Linked DNA regions of Hordeum vulgare: region 2 is linked to region 1. A link is a contact called in public Hi-C data. All regions are on one chromosome and are shown on one strand. The core of a region is the stretch at or near the end of the contact, and the rest is flanking DNA. Distances in the headings are between cores, read along the strand shown. Region 1 holds the start of LOC123401031 (protein RRC1-like). Region 2 holds the start of LOC123401760 (glyoxylate/succinic semialdehyde reductase 1).

Region 1 (7,018 bases), core at 1,812-4,311:
CCGCTTCAATCCAACAATACCACCGAATCGAGAAAAGACTAAGGAGGGCAGCAAATTGAACATCAACGTCCACAAAAACTTTTGTGTTCTACTCGAGATAACATCTACGCATGAACCTAGCTCATGATGCCACTGTTGGGGAACGACGCATGGGAAACAAAAAATTTCCTACGCACACGAATACCTATCATGGTGATGTTCATCTACGAGAGGAAGATCGGATCCACATACCCTTGTATATCGCTAAGCGGGAAGCGTTAAGAAATGCGGTTGATGTAGTGGTACGTCTTCACGATCCGTCCCATGAACCGTCTCGCGATCCATCCCTTGATCAGTTCAGATCTAGTGCCGAACGGACGACACCTCCGCGTTCAGCACACGTACAGCTTGATGACGATCTCCCCCTTATTGATCCAGCAAGAGAGATGGGGAAGTAGATGAGTTCTCCAGCAGCGTGATAGCGCGCCGGTGATGGTGATGATCTATTCTTGCAGGGCTCCGCCCGAGCTCCGCAGAAATCTGATCTAGAGGAAGAACTACGAGGTATAGGTTTGAGTTGCACGTGGCAAAGTTGTGTCCCAAAAACCCTAAAACCACCAGTATATATGGGAGGAGGGGAGGGGCTATCCTTGGGGCTCAAGAGAGCCCCAAGGGCGCCGACTGTAGGAGGAGATGGACTCCGACTCCAATTCGGTTTGGAGGAGGAGTCCACTCCTTCCTTCCCACCTCCCTCCTTTTGTTTTCTCCTCTCTTTGGTTTTTCCTTTGTGGCGCGATAGCTCACTTGGGCTAGCCTCACCAGCCCACTAAGGGTTGGTGCGCCACCCTAGGACTATTGGGCTCACTCCCGGGTGGGTGGGTGGGCCCCTCCCGGTGAAAACCCATAACCCATTCGTCACTCCCGGTACATTGCTGGTAATGCCCGAAATCTTTCCGGTGACCAAATGAAACCATCCTATATATCAATATTTGTTTCCGGACCATTCCGGAAACCCTCGTGACGTCCGTGATCTCATCCGAGACTCCGAACAACCTTCGGTCACCAACACCTATAACTCAACCACACTAAAACATCACCGAACCTTAAGTGTGCAGACCCTGCGGGTTCGAGAACTATGCAGACATGATCTGAGACACTCCCCGGTCAATATCCAATAGCGGGACCTGGATGTCCATATTGGATCCTACATATTCTACAAAGATCTTATCGGTTGAACCTCTGTGCCAAGGATTCCTATAATCCCGTATAACATTTTCTTTGTCCTTCGGTATGTTACTTGCCCGAGATTTGATCGTCGGTATCCCTATACCTATTTCAATCTCGTTACCAGCAAGTCTCTTTACTCGTTCCGTAATACAAGATCCTGTGACTAACACTTGAGTCACATTGCTTGCAAGGCTTATATGTGATGTTGTATTACCGAGTGGGCCCCGAGATACCTCTCAGTCACACGGAGTGACAAATCCTAGTCTTGATCCATGCTAACTCAACGGACACCTTCGGATATACCTGTAGAGCACCTTTATAGTCACCCAGTAACGTTGCAACGTTTGATACACACAAGGTATTCCTCCAGTGTCAGTGAGTTACATGATCTCACGGTCATAGGAATGAATACTTGACACGCAGAAAACAATATCAAAAAAATGACACGAACACATGCTACGTTCATAGTTTGGGTCTTGTCCATCACATCATTCTCCTAATGATGTGATTCTGTTATCAAGTGACAACACTTGTCTATGGTTAGGAAACCTTAACCATCTTTGATCAACAAGCTAGTCAGTTAGAGGCTTACTAGGGACAGTGTTTTGTCTATGTATCCACACATGTATTTGTGTTTCCAATCAATATAATTATAGCATGAATAATGAACGACTATCATGAACAGAAAAATATAATAATAACTAATTTATTATTCCCTCTAGGGCATATTTCCAACATGGAGGTGGGGCGGGGGCGGGAGGCATGGTGCGTGGTGGTCGTGGGATGTTTTTTAAGGGGTGGGATGTGTCTTATGGTTAGTGTGGTTAGCGATGGATCAACCTGGTAATGGTGGGATGTTTTTTCAAGGGGTGGGATGTGTCTTATGGTTAGTGTGGTTAGCGATGGATCAACCTGGTAATGGTTGTGGTTTCTTGTGTTAAATATGAAAAGATTCATGTTAGTTATAGATTTTGTAGACGAATGACCCATATTGTTTGGATCCGTTCCATTCGGAAAGCTCCTAGTCGGTGCCTTAAGCGCCGGCTAGGAGAACCAGCGCCTACATGCCCCGCAAAATGGGCCGACCCAGTTCCAGGGCTAAATTTTCTATAAAAAAACCAAAAAAGCAAAAAAAAACTGAACACAAAAAGTTTATAAAAGTGAAAATGGTTCATAAATTTTGAAACGAAAGTTGATGAAGTTGAAAAAAATTCACTGTGATCTAAAAAAAAGTTCACAAATTTTTAAAAAGTTCATGGATTTAAAAAATTAATTCAAGATTTTGGAAAATGTTTTAAAAAAAGTTTGTTGAACTGAAAAAAAGTTCACAAACCTTAAAAAAGTTCATGCATTTAAAAAAAAGTTCATCAAATTTAAAAACAAATCATCAAAATTTGGAAAAAATTCACCAATATTCAAAAAAGGTCACGAATTTTGAAAACTAATTCATGAATTTGGAAAAAAGTTAATAAAAACAAGCCTGCACTTTTTCGAAAAAACAAAACAAAAAATATATAATAAAATGAAAATGAAAATTTAATAAAAAGAGTAAATAAAAGAAACAAGGAAAAAAAACTCAAAGAAAAACAAGTCCTAAAAAAACTAAATGAAAAAATACGGGAAAACCGTCCTCCCACTGGGCCGGCCCATGACCGGCGCTGCAGGTGCCGGTTAAAAAAAAGCACTTTAACCGACGCATGCAGCGCCAAATAGGATTTGCCTTTCATTCGTCCTAGGGATAGTAGATGTAGGACGCGAGGATTGGCCACGGCCCGTCTGCCGGTGTCCGTCTCCGACTGCTTAGCCTGTAGGTGGTTGATCCGGAAACTGGATTTTGATCGGACGGACGGTGCAGGTCCGCACCTTGCTCCCGAGTCCCTGACCAATATACACCTCCCCTCCGGTGCCCCAGGGACCCCAATCTCCGTGGTCGACTCCCGACTCAGGCGGTCGCCGAATCCTCTCTTCGCCGACGCTGTGAAGAAGCGCCCGAGATTTCTTTCCCGCGCCGCCCCGCCCCCAACTGCCCTAGCGTGGAGCGGACAGGAGATCCGTCCAGGCGAGTCCTTCTCTCGGTGGTACGGAAGCCCTAAATTATTTTTTACTTCGAGGAGTTCCTTGTTCGTTGCTGCGAGCAATCAAATGCGCAACCTTGTTACTTTCTGAGACGCTTGAATCTATCCGGTTAGCCTTGGATTTGACCCGGTTTGATCTAACATCAGCTTGGTTCCCCCCCTCATAAAGTTGGGGTTCAGCCGAGCTAGGGTTTGTGCCTGGCTGGCGTTGGTAGGCCGCATTGCGCTTTAGCGGGGTACGGAAGGGAGCCTGGGGACTGTCGCTCTTAGCACAAGAATGTTCGCTATGACTTTAGTCCTCACGTTCATGTGTTTCCCTGCGTGTTTTCTTATGTGCTGGTGTAGAATTTTATTTTGATGGCATATATGGTAGTAGAAATATTTGAAGTAGACGTGTTCTGACGCCCTTTGGTGATGATTGCAGGCAAGTATTGTCCAGATGAGTTCGAAGAAGGTTCCGTTCAATCGGCATAAGGAGAATGAGGAGGCGAGGAAGAAGGTCAGGGGTTTGGGTCCCTTTTAAACCTTTCCTGAGATACTTCACCTTGTTTTCTGCACACACTTTTGGTTCATATCTGATTTTAACTCTTTGGTATTGTGAAGAGGGAGGAAGACGAAGCGGCGCGCGTGTACGCGGAGTTTGTCAAGTCATTCGAGGGTGAAAGCGCATCTGGGTCAAAGTTTGTCCGAGGGGGTGTTATCGATCCCAATGCCAAGCTGAGAGCTGATTCTGAAGGTTAGTGATAGGGGTTTCATTCTCCTCTACTTTGCCATGGTTACCTTCCAGTTTCTAGTTTCAGTATCAATCATGATGGATATATGCACTGTTTCTTTTATTGCTCTAATTAATCAAGAGGCTGCCCTTTTTATTCATTCGGCGATGACAGGTGGAAATTCCAAAGATAGGGGGTCTGTTCCAAAGAAGGGCAGTAGGTAACTGAAATAAATACTTGATTTCTAGAAGATGGTATCCTGTGGCACCACGGCTACATCTTTAGACAGTCATGTGCTGATATACCCAGAAATGAGACTTCAGAGACCAAGCATGAGCAGTTTTGAAACGCCTGATGATATATATTCTGGCTTATAATTTACTATATGTTACAATTATGACTCCTGAATTATTTGTTTATTTACCTTTTGTTGCCAAGGGTTGAATGCATTTAAAATATGTGTGGTTTGAAGAAGAAAATAAATAGTCTTGTCTGGCCTTATGAACAACCATGCCATCTCATTTCATGACACATAGTGCACCTGCATTTATACTGTAGGTCAGACTATAATTGTGCTTTCTCAACATAGCTATTCATCGTTGCGCTGACCTAATGCTCAAGAACTTGATAGTGTATTAGTGGTGCAGAATTTGTGTTCTCCTTTGTTTACGGTACACGAGTAGTGTGGTCATGACTTTGTAGAGTCACATACCACGAAGAGAGTATCCATGTTGTTTCTATCAAAGTGCAATTAATCACGAGATTACTCTAAATTTGTAGAACATGTATGAATAATAATTCATCCCCAGCAAATGCCATATTTAATGGTATTACTGTAATAACTACCAAATGCATCAAGCTTTTGTGAAGTTATTGAATGTCAATGACGCCGATTGTACTCTCCTAGAATCTTGAGCCAACTTCCAAAATTTCTGTGATTAACATCTGATGCTGTCCGGTCGGGATAAGTGATCAACTAGTGCGTGCACATGGTTTTGTTTTTATAATCACATTGTGGTTTGAGGCTACTTGTACTCTGACCCCTGTAACTTCTGTTATTAACTAACTACTCCCTTCATATCAAAATATAAGATGTTTTCATAGGCTAGTTTAGCCTACAAAAACGTCTTGTATTTTGGTACAGAGATAGTAGGAACTAGAAATCAAATGATTCTAACACTGTTTTCACTAAGAATAAAACCAATGTTTAAAGTCTGACATAATTTTGCAAAAAACATACAATTAAGTTAACAACTGCAATCCATGTTTAGGTCCAGTTTCTGGCTAATGTGTCATAGAATTTTGTTAGTTGCAGCGAATGTTTACTAGTTCTGATATGAGTTTGCTTTTGTGACAAAAAATGATGTTTTCAACTAATTATTTTATTCAAACGTGGAAAAATGTAGGTAGTCCTAAACTGCAATGCAGATTGGACCTTTACTTTGACTTTTACTTGTCTCGCTTCTCATGCTAGCAAAGTTAAGAATGCTCTGTAGTATCCACTAAATCATTGAAGGCACGGCCCTGTAGAAAGTAAATTAGGTTATCTTTTGGGTTCAGTTACTCAAATATCCTTTAGCTTTTGCTGTTATCCATAATCCCATGGCATCTAGTGTACAAATGACATGCGGCATAGTAACTTACGAGTGTAATACATACCTTATACATAGCATATTTTTATCCAGGTATGTTCCATCTTTTCTGCCACCCTCATTTGGGAGAGAACCAGAGAAAAAGGTTTGTCACTGACGTTATTCTCATGATTGCCTCTGTAGTCAGTATGGTTCTTCGGTTGAGCATTACTACCTTGACCTGCAGAAGGAAGATGAGCGGCCAAAGGAGAAGGAAAAAGGAAAGCCACGGGCAATAGATACTGTCATGGAGGAATTGAAGTTGGAGAAAGAGCTTCGAGAAAGGCGTAATCAAGAACGAGCCAGTCGACATGGTGACACCTCCGTGGTAGGTTCTGTTTTAGTGTATGCTAGAGTGGACCTTTTGGTTCTTTCTACTAGACGTAATATGAAATAAATCATTGGGTAATTTTTATTATATATGCTGAAATGTTCCCTGTTAGGCGACTAGAATGTGAAACTAAATCCTGTTTGCTGACTTTGAGGAACATTTTTGCAACACGTTTCCAGCTGATAGGATAAATTTGTGATTGCCTCCTATTTCTCTTTCAGAGTCTTTGTAGTTTGTCCTTGTATATGATATACTGATTCTTGAAGCCATTTTCTGCAGGCCTCTAGCCGTTTTGATGAACTACCAGATGAATTTGATCCCACTGGGAGACTGCCAGGATCATTTGATGATGGGGATCCTCAAACAACAAATTTATATGTTGGCAATCTCTCTCCTAAGGTTGATTTCCTCACTAGTTCTGTCTAGACATAATAAGTGTACATGCATCATGGTTAGCTTAACCGTGCAATATAAACTGTATGCTGTTAGGTGGATGAGAATTTTCTTCTGCGGACATTTGGTCGATTTGGACCTATTGCGAGCGTCAAGATCATGTGGCCTCGAACAGAAGAAGAACGCAAAAGGCAAAGGCATTGTGGCTTTGTTGCATTCATGAATAGAGCAGAAGGACAGGCAGCCAAGGATGAAATGCAAGGTTACTGTGCACTTCCATAAAGTGGTGGCTATCATGTTATAGGAACTTGAAACGTACTCGTTACTTTTGAAGTACTACTTGTATTCCTGCTTTCTGTTTACCGAGTTATTTCTCAGGTGTCGTTGTGTATGACTATGAGCTGAAGATTGGGTGGGGCAAATCTGTTGCTCTTCCATCACAAGCACTGCCTGCTCCTCCTCCAGGACACATGGCGATCAGAAACAAGGAGGTTGATACTTTCATCCCAAAGTTCCTAAGGGCACCTAACTCTTGTAATTTTTCTGGAAGTTGCAAGTAGCAAGTACTCCCTCCGTTCCTAAATATTTGTCTTTCTAGAGATTTCACTATGGACTACATACGGATGTATATAGACATAATTTAGAGGGTAAATTCACTCATTTTGCTCC
Region 2 (7,018 bases), core at 1,418-3,917, 380 kb before region 1:
AGCATGCGGACATGTTCACCAACGGGTTCACCGCGCTAGTGTTCACTGAGTTCTGTTCCAGTCTCAACATCCCAGAACCAGCAGCTGTAGCTGCAACTACAGGAGCATGCAGTCACACACTACTCGCCTCATAGGTATGGTCTGACTAGTTAGAATCCACATCCTCATTTTATTGCTGTTGGTTATCATTCCACGTATAAATCACCCTCCCTGCCTCACCCTCTGTGCCTCGTTTGGTATAATTGATATGCCTATTAGGTGACTCCTCGGTTTCCTCTTTTAATATGTCAACCTACCTTCCTGGGGAAAAAGATTTTTTAGGAATAATTCCGGGGACTGGAAAAATGTGATTGCTTATAAGTATGATGTGACTTGTCCAAATATTTTTTGGACCAAAACAAAATTTGGATCTCCTTTCTGGAAAAGTGTTTCCTGGGCTTTACAAGCATCTAGAAATTTTTATCATTGGAAAATAGGAAATGGTGCTAATATAAGTTTCTGGCATGATGTTTGGGCTGGGGAGTGTTCCCTTAAAGTAAGGTTTTGGAAATTGTTTGAGATCTGTAATCAACAAGAATGTGCTGTGGCCCAAGTGTGGGATGGGGTGACACTTAAGCTATCATTTAGAAGGTGTGTTGATCGTAGTGGACTAAGTGATTGGGGAATGCTTATTAATCATATAAAGAATTATCCTTTATCTGATTCTCTTGATACTCCTGTTTGGGATTTGGAATCAAAAGGCATTTACTCTGTTAAGTCTTTTTATAAGTGTATCAACTTTGGAGGTGTGGTATCTCCTTTTGGAGACTCTTTATGGAAAACTTTGTGTCCTCAGAAAATACATGTGTTTTTGTGGTTGTGTTTATATAACAAATCCTTGACTAGAGATAATGTGGCTAAAAGGAAAACAATTGAGGATAAGTCTTGCCTATTTTGTAGTGAAGATGAATCCATCCAGCATTTATTTTTTGAGTGTGTGAACTCTAACCTGATTTGGGATATTATATCTGATTTCTTTAAGATTTGCAGAATAAGTTGCATTAGTGAGGTTGCTTCCTTTTGGAAAGTTAATAAACAAAAGCCTGTTCTTAACTTGGTAATTGCTGCCTCCTTGTGGAGTATATGGAAATTAAGAAATGAATTCTGTTTCCAGGGGCGCAAATGGAGAAGTCTGGACTGCAACATTGTCAAGTTAAGAGGGATTTTGCTTCGATGGGAAGTTCTTTGTGGCGCTGCTCAGCAAACCGAACTGAAACAGTTCATTTGTCTGCTGGACAAGCGTCGGGGGGAGATCCTCAGGATTGCTTGGCGATGATCTGAAGACCTGTCCTTATCCTTAGTTTCTTTTCTCCCTTGGTAGTTTATCTTGCTTGTAATAAAAGTAGACTACCTTGCACTTTCCAGGACAGCTTCCTTTGTTGGGGTCTGCCTGTGGTTATTTTCGGTTGGTGTGTTAACTGCTATGTACCTGGTTTATGGGCTTTTTGTGCTCCATTTATAAAAAGTGGGGTAGGGGGGGGGGGGGGGGAACCCCTTTTGTTCAAAAAAAAATATGTCAACCTACCTGTGTCCAGCTACAGAATTTTTATCTCTGGTGAACTCTATTCACAAGTAGATAGAATAAAATGTAACTCAACTATCTGAAACATAGTATGTGCTAACGATGCCATCAATGATGCAGAAGGCGAGAAATGGATTCACAGCAACTTAATCAACTTAACCCTCTGAGCAACGAATTCAGGAGCTCAGGATTGAAAACCAAAAAAAAAAAAAACACAGCCTCACCCCTTTCCAGTATGTGCTAATAATGATGCCCAGCCAGTCGAACTTAAGACAGTGCACGGGGCAAAAAGAAATGGCACCTGACTGTTACAAGCCATAAGCAAGAAGAATACCTCGCTTATCTTGCAAGAAGTTGCAGCATCAACAGTGGACATGTCCACGTAGCCCTTGCCCTCCCCGATTTGCTCGAGCACACCATCCTTGTCGAAAACAACCTAGATGAATTTGAAAAGGCCAGGAAATGGGGATATCATATCAGCGACAACAACGGCATCCCGCAACGCTGGAGTAAGAACAAAAAGGGTTCCCGGCGTCACTTAACAGATAGCGCGGCGCTGGGATCGGAGAGCATGGCGATGGTGTACTTGCACTTGGCCACGACGGACGCCGGCGTGTCCCCGACGGCGGCGCCCATCGCGACGAGCTCGTCGCACTGCCAACACAAATTGCCACGGGTTCTCGGGATTATTATCGGATAGGAACAAAATAAACGGAGTATGGGACATGAATCAATCGGTCGATCCTCCTCCAGAGGACCAAACCGCAGACGGATGGATCCGACGAATCAGGGGGGCATCGCGTACCTTGGAGAGGGTCCGGTTCCAGACGGTGACGCGGAAGCCGTGGCGGAGGAGGTTGGCCGCCATTGCCTTACCCATGATGCCCAGCCCCAAGAAGCCGACCTCCATCGCGGCCTCCCTCTCCCTGCTGCTGCTACTCTTCTTCGTCTTCCTAGCACGCGGAAGCCGTGGCGGCGGGGTTGGCTCCTCTCCCCTCCTCTCTCTCGTCCCCTCTTCCTGACTGCACGCGCACCCGCACCCGCCACTAGCGACACCCGCTTGTGCTCCTCCAGTGGGCAGCCGAGGCTCCTGCTCCTCAATGGTCCCCTCGATTTTTTTTTATTTTTTTTTCCTTGTCGTTCGCTTTATCCAAGAGTTTTTTTTTTTAACACTTATCCAAGAGTTTTTTTTTTTTAACACTTATCCAAGAGTTTCTGGTGCGCTGAGCAACTCCATCCAGCGGATTCTTAATAAAACTCTCCCACCTCAATAATACTTCTCAGATTATTATGGACGGATGCTATTGCTTTCAAAGGTCCCAAATAAAACTCTTCCAATATTTTGTTTTTGTTCTTTGCGTGTACAAACATTAGGAATACTTAGGGTGTGTTCAGTTGGAGTTGGAGGGATGGCATGAAACGCCATGGGTTCGACCCATTCCAAGCCCACATTCTCGCGGAGCCGGCACGCAGTGATTCCCCCCGATCGAATATTCGGCCCAGATGTGGAACAAGGTCATACCTCAAAAACGGTCGGACCACGTGGAACGGTTACCTCCCTCGCAGTCGCCCTCGCTCCCAGGTGCGATGCCTCCCGCTCCTCCCTCCCCCTCGTCCCTTCCCCTTCATGGATGTGAGCTCCATCGGTGCTCCACCCTTCTCCGTCGACCGGCGGCCGCCTCCCCTCCTCTCATCTCCTTCCCCACTCCATGGATCTGAGCTGCACCGACGGCTGGTGATACGTCTCCAACGTATCTACTTTTTCAAACTCTTTTGCCCTTGTCTTGGACTCTAATTTGCATGATTTGAATGAAACGAACCCGGATTGACGTTGTTTTCAGCAGAACTGTCATGGTGTTGTTTTTGTGCAGAAATAAAAGTTTTCGGAATGACCTGAAAACTTACGAGGGTTTTTGTATGAAATATATAAAAATATCAGAGAAAGAATCAATTGAAGATACGCTTTCAGTGGGCCAGGAGCCCTGCAGGCGCCCCCCCCCCCACCTAGGGCGCGCCTAGCAGGCTCGTGGGGCCCACGTGGCTCCTCCGACTTCATCTCCAACTCCATATAACCTCTCTCGCCCAGAAAAAAATAGGAGAGAAGATTTCATCGCGTTTCACATACGGAGCTATCGCCACCGCATGTTCTTCCTCGGGAGGGCAGATCTGGAGTCCGTTCTGGGCTCCGGAGAGGGGAAATCGACGTCGTCGTCATCATCAACCATCATCCATCGCCAATTCCATGATGCTCTCCATCGTTCGTGAGTAATCTTATCGTAGGCTTGCTGGACGGTGATGGGTTGGATGAGATCTATCATGTAATCGAGTTAGTTTTGATGGGGTTTGATCCCTAGTATCCACTATGTTCTAAGATTGATGTTGCTACTACTTTGCTATGCTTAATGCTTGTCACTAGGGCCTGAGTGCCATGATTTCAGATCTAAACCTGTTATATTTTCATCAATATATGTATGTTCTTGATCCTATCTTGCAAGTTGTAGTCATCTACTATGTGTTATGACCCGGCAACCCCGGAGTGACAATAACCGGAACTACTCCCGGAGATGACCATAGTATGAGGATCCCATGTATTCACTATGTGCTAATGCTTTGTTTCGGTTCTCTATTAAAAGGAGACCTTAATATCCCTTAGTTTCCATTAGGACCCCGCTGCCACGGGAGGGTAGGACAAAAGATGTCATGCAAGTTCTTTTCCATAAGCACGTATGACTAAATATGGAATACATGCCTACATTACATTGACAAACTGGAGCTAGTTACACATCACCCTATGTTATAATTGTTACATGATGAATGCCATCCGACATAATTATCCATCACCGATCCAATGCCTACGAGCTTTTCCTATACTAACCCTTGCTAAGTTACTTTACCGCTACTGCTGTCACACTTGCTATACAAATTACTACTGCTACTGTTACTGCCGCTACCGTTACTATCATACTACTTTGCTACTAAAACTTTGCTGCAGATACTAAGTCTTTTAGGTGTGGTTGAATTGACAACTCAACTGCTAATACTCGAGAGTATTCTTTGGCTCCCCTTGTGTCGAAACAATAAATTTGGGTTGAATACTCTACCCTCGAAAACTGTTGCGATCCCCTATACTTGTGGGTTATCAAGACCTTTTTCTGACGCCGTTGCCGGGGAGCATAACTCTATTCTCTGAGTCACTTGGGATTTATATCTGTTGATCACTATGAGGAATCCGAGAGATCCAAAAACTAAAGTCTTGCCCTCAACTACGAGCACAGGTAAGGAACTGACATCTAGCTCTGCACTTGATTCACCTTCTGTTATGAGTAAATTTGCGACACCACCACCTACTAGTAATTCTGATATGTCGCATGTGCTTGATGATGCTACTTCTGCTATCCATGATGCTTATGATGATGCTTTGCTTGATAATAATATGCCACTGGGTGAATTTCTTGATGCACAAATTGCTAGAGTTACTGCTGAATCTGATGATACTTCTGAAACTGATGAAATTATTGAAGTTGAACCTGCTGTGACACCTGTTAGACCTAGCTCTCCTAGATATGAATTGCCTAATATACCTAAGGGTTATGTTATGGAGGGAGAGGTAGCTGAAGACTTTTTTGCTTGTAAGGATAGCTATGATCTTGAGAATTTATTACGCAAGTGGAAAGAAAAATCTCTGAATGCTAGAATGAAATATGATCATAAGTTTGCTACTTCACCCATCTTTGTTACTGATAAGGATTATGAATTCTCTGTCGATCCTGAGTTAATCACTTTCGTTGAATCTGATCCTTTTCATGGTTATGAATATGATATTGTTGTAACACATCTTACTAAACTGAATGATATAGCCACCCTATTCACTAATGAGGAAATTTTTTGCTATTACTATATCCTTAAGTTGTTTCCTTTCTCACTAAAGGGTGATGCTAAAACTTGGTTTACTTCTCTTGCTCATGGTTGTGTGCGTAGTCCCCAGGATATGATATACTACTTCTCTGAGAAATATTTTCATGCCCATAAGAAACAAGTTGCCTTGCAGTATATATATAACTTTGTGCAAATTGAAGAAGAGAGTCTCCCACAAGCTTGGGGGAGGCTTGTCCAGTTACTTAATGCTTTGCCTGATCACCCTCTTAAGAAAAATGAAATACTTGATATCTTTTATAATGGACTAACCGATGCTTCTAGGGACCACCTAGATAGTTGTGTTGGTTGTGTTTTCAGGGAACGAACTGCAGAACAAGCTGAAATTCTATTGAATAATATCTTGAGCAATGATAATGCTTGGACTATTCCCGAACCACCTCTGAAGCCAACTCCGAAGAAAAGAGGTATTATATTCCTCGGTCCTGAAGATATGCAAGAAGCCAAGAAATCTATGTAAGAGAAAGGTATTAAATCTGAAGATGTTAAGAATCTACCACCTATTGAAGAAATACATGGTCTTGATAACCCGACACAGGTAGTAGAGGTAAATTCTCTTCGTAGATTCAATGAGATTCCTTATGATAAACCTGCTAGCTTATGCTTAGATGAATTTGATAACTTTGTTGTCAAACAACAAAGTTTTAATGATTATGTTAGCAGACAACTGAAACAAAATGCTCGTATGATTAATCATATAAGTGCTTGTGTGGATAGAAATGTTAATGATCTTAAGCTTATTGGTAAACATGCTTCTATGGTCACTACTCAAGTAGAACAAGTACTTAAGGCTCAAAATGACTTTCTTAATGAATTGAATGATAATTATGTTAGAGTTGTTACTAGAGGTGGTAGAATGACTCAGGAACCTTTGTATCCTGAGGGCCATCCTAAGAGAATTGAACAAGATTCTCAAGGAGTTAATATTGATGCACCTAGTCATACTAGTAATAGGAAGAAAAAGAAAGATGATAGGAACTTGCATGCTAGTAAACATGTTGTTGTTACACCTGAGAATCCAAATGATGTTTCTATTTCTGATGCCGAAACACAATCTGGTGAAGAACATGAGCCTAGTGATAATATTGATAATGGTGTTCATGTTGATGCTCAACCTAGTAATGATAATGATGTGGAGATTGAACCTGTTGTTGATCTTGATAACCCACAACCTAAGAGCAAGAGATACGATAAGAATGATTTTATTGCTAGGAAGCATGGTAAGGAAAGAGAACCATGGGTTCAGAAACCCATGCCCTTTCCTCCCAAACCATCCAAGAAAAAGGATGATGAGGATTTTGAGCGCTTTGTTAAAATGATTAGACCTACCTTTTTGCAAATGCGTTTGACTGATATGCTTAAAATGTCTCCTTATGCTAAGTACATGAAAGATATTGTGACTAATAAAAGAAAGATACCTGATGTTGAGATTTCCACCATGCTTGCTAATTACACTTTTAAGGGTGGGACTCCTAAGAAACTAGGTGATCCCGGAGTGCCCACTATACCTTGCTCCATTAAAGG

Evidence for each region. A called contact is a pair of places that touch in the nucleus more often than the background predicts.
Region 2: a Hi-C map of leaf shows a contact between it and region 1, with 3 times the contacts expected there. The contact joins the promoter of LOC123401760 here to the promoter of LOC123401031 in region 1. A contact is called at or near these places in 2 of 6 Hi-C or Micro-C datasets (leaf and seedling).

Annotation. Positions count from the first base shown.
Region 1 is chr6H:116,441,476-116,448,493 of MorexV3_pseudomolecules_assembly, reverse strand. LOC123401031 (protein RRC1-like) reads left to right here and starts at 3,061. Exons shown (of 18, transcript XM_045094748.1): 1 at 3,061-3,284; 2 at 3,706-3,780; 3 at 3,885-4,017; 4 at 4,169-4,214; 5 at 5,680-5,731; 6 at 5,813-5,953; 7 at 6,236-6,355; 8 at 6,446-6,611; 9 at 6,728-6,840. The coding sequence starts at 3,721.
Region 2 is chr6H:116,820,912-116,827,929 of MorexV3_pseudomolecules_assembly, reverse strand. It overlaps LOC123401760 (glyoxylate/succinic semialdehyde reductase 1), which reads right to left and starts at 2,667. Exons shown (of 8, transcript XM_045095613.1): 1 at 2,367-2,667; 2 at 2,105-2,215; 3 at 1,896-1,997. The coding sequence starts at 2,471.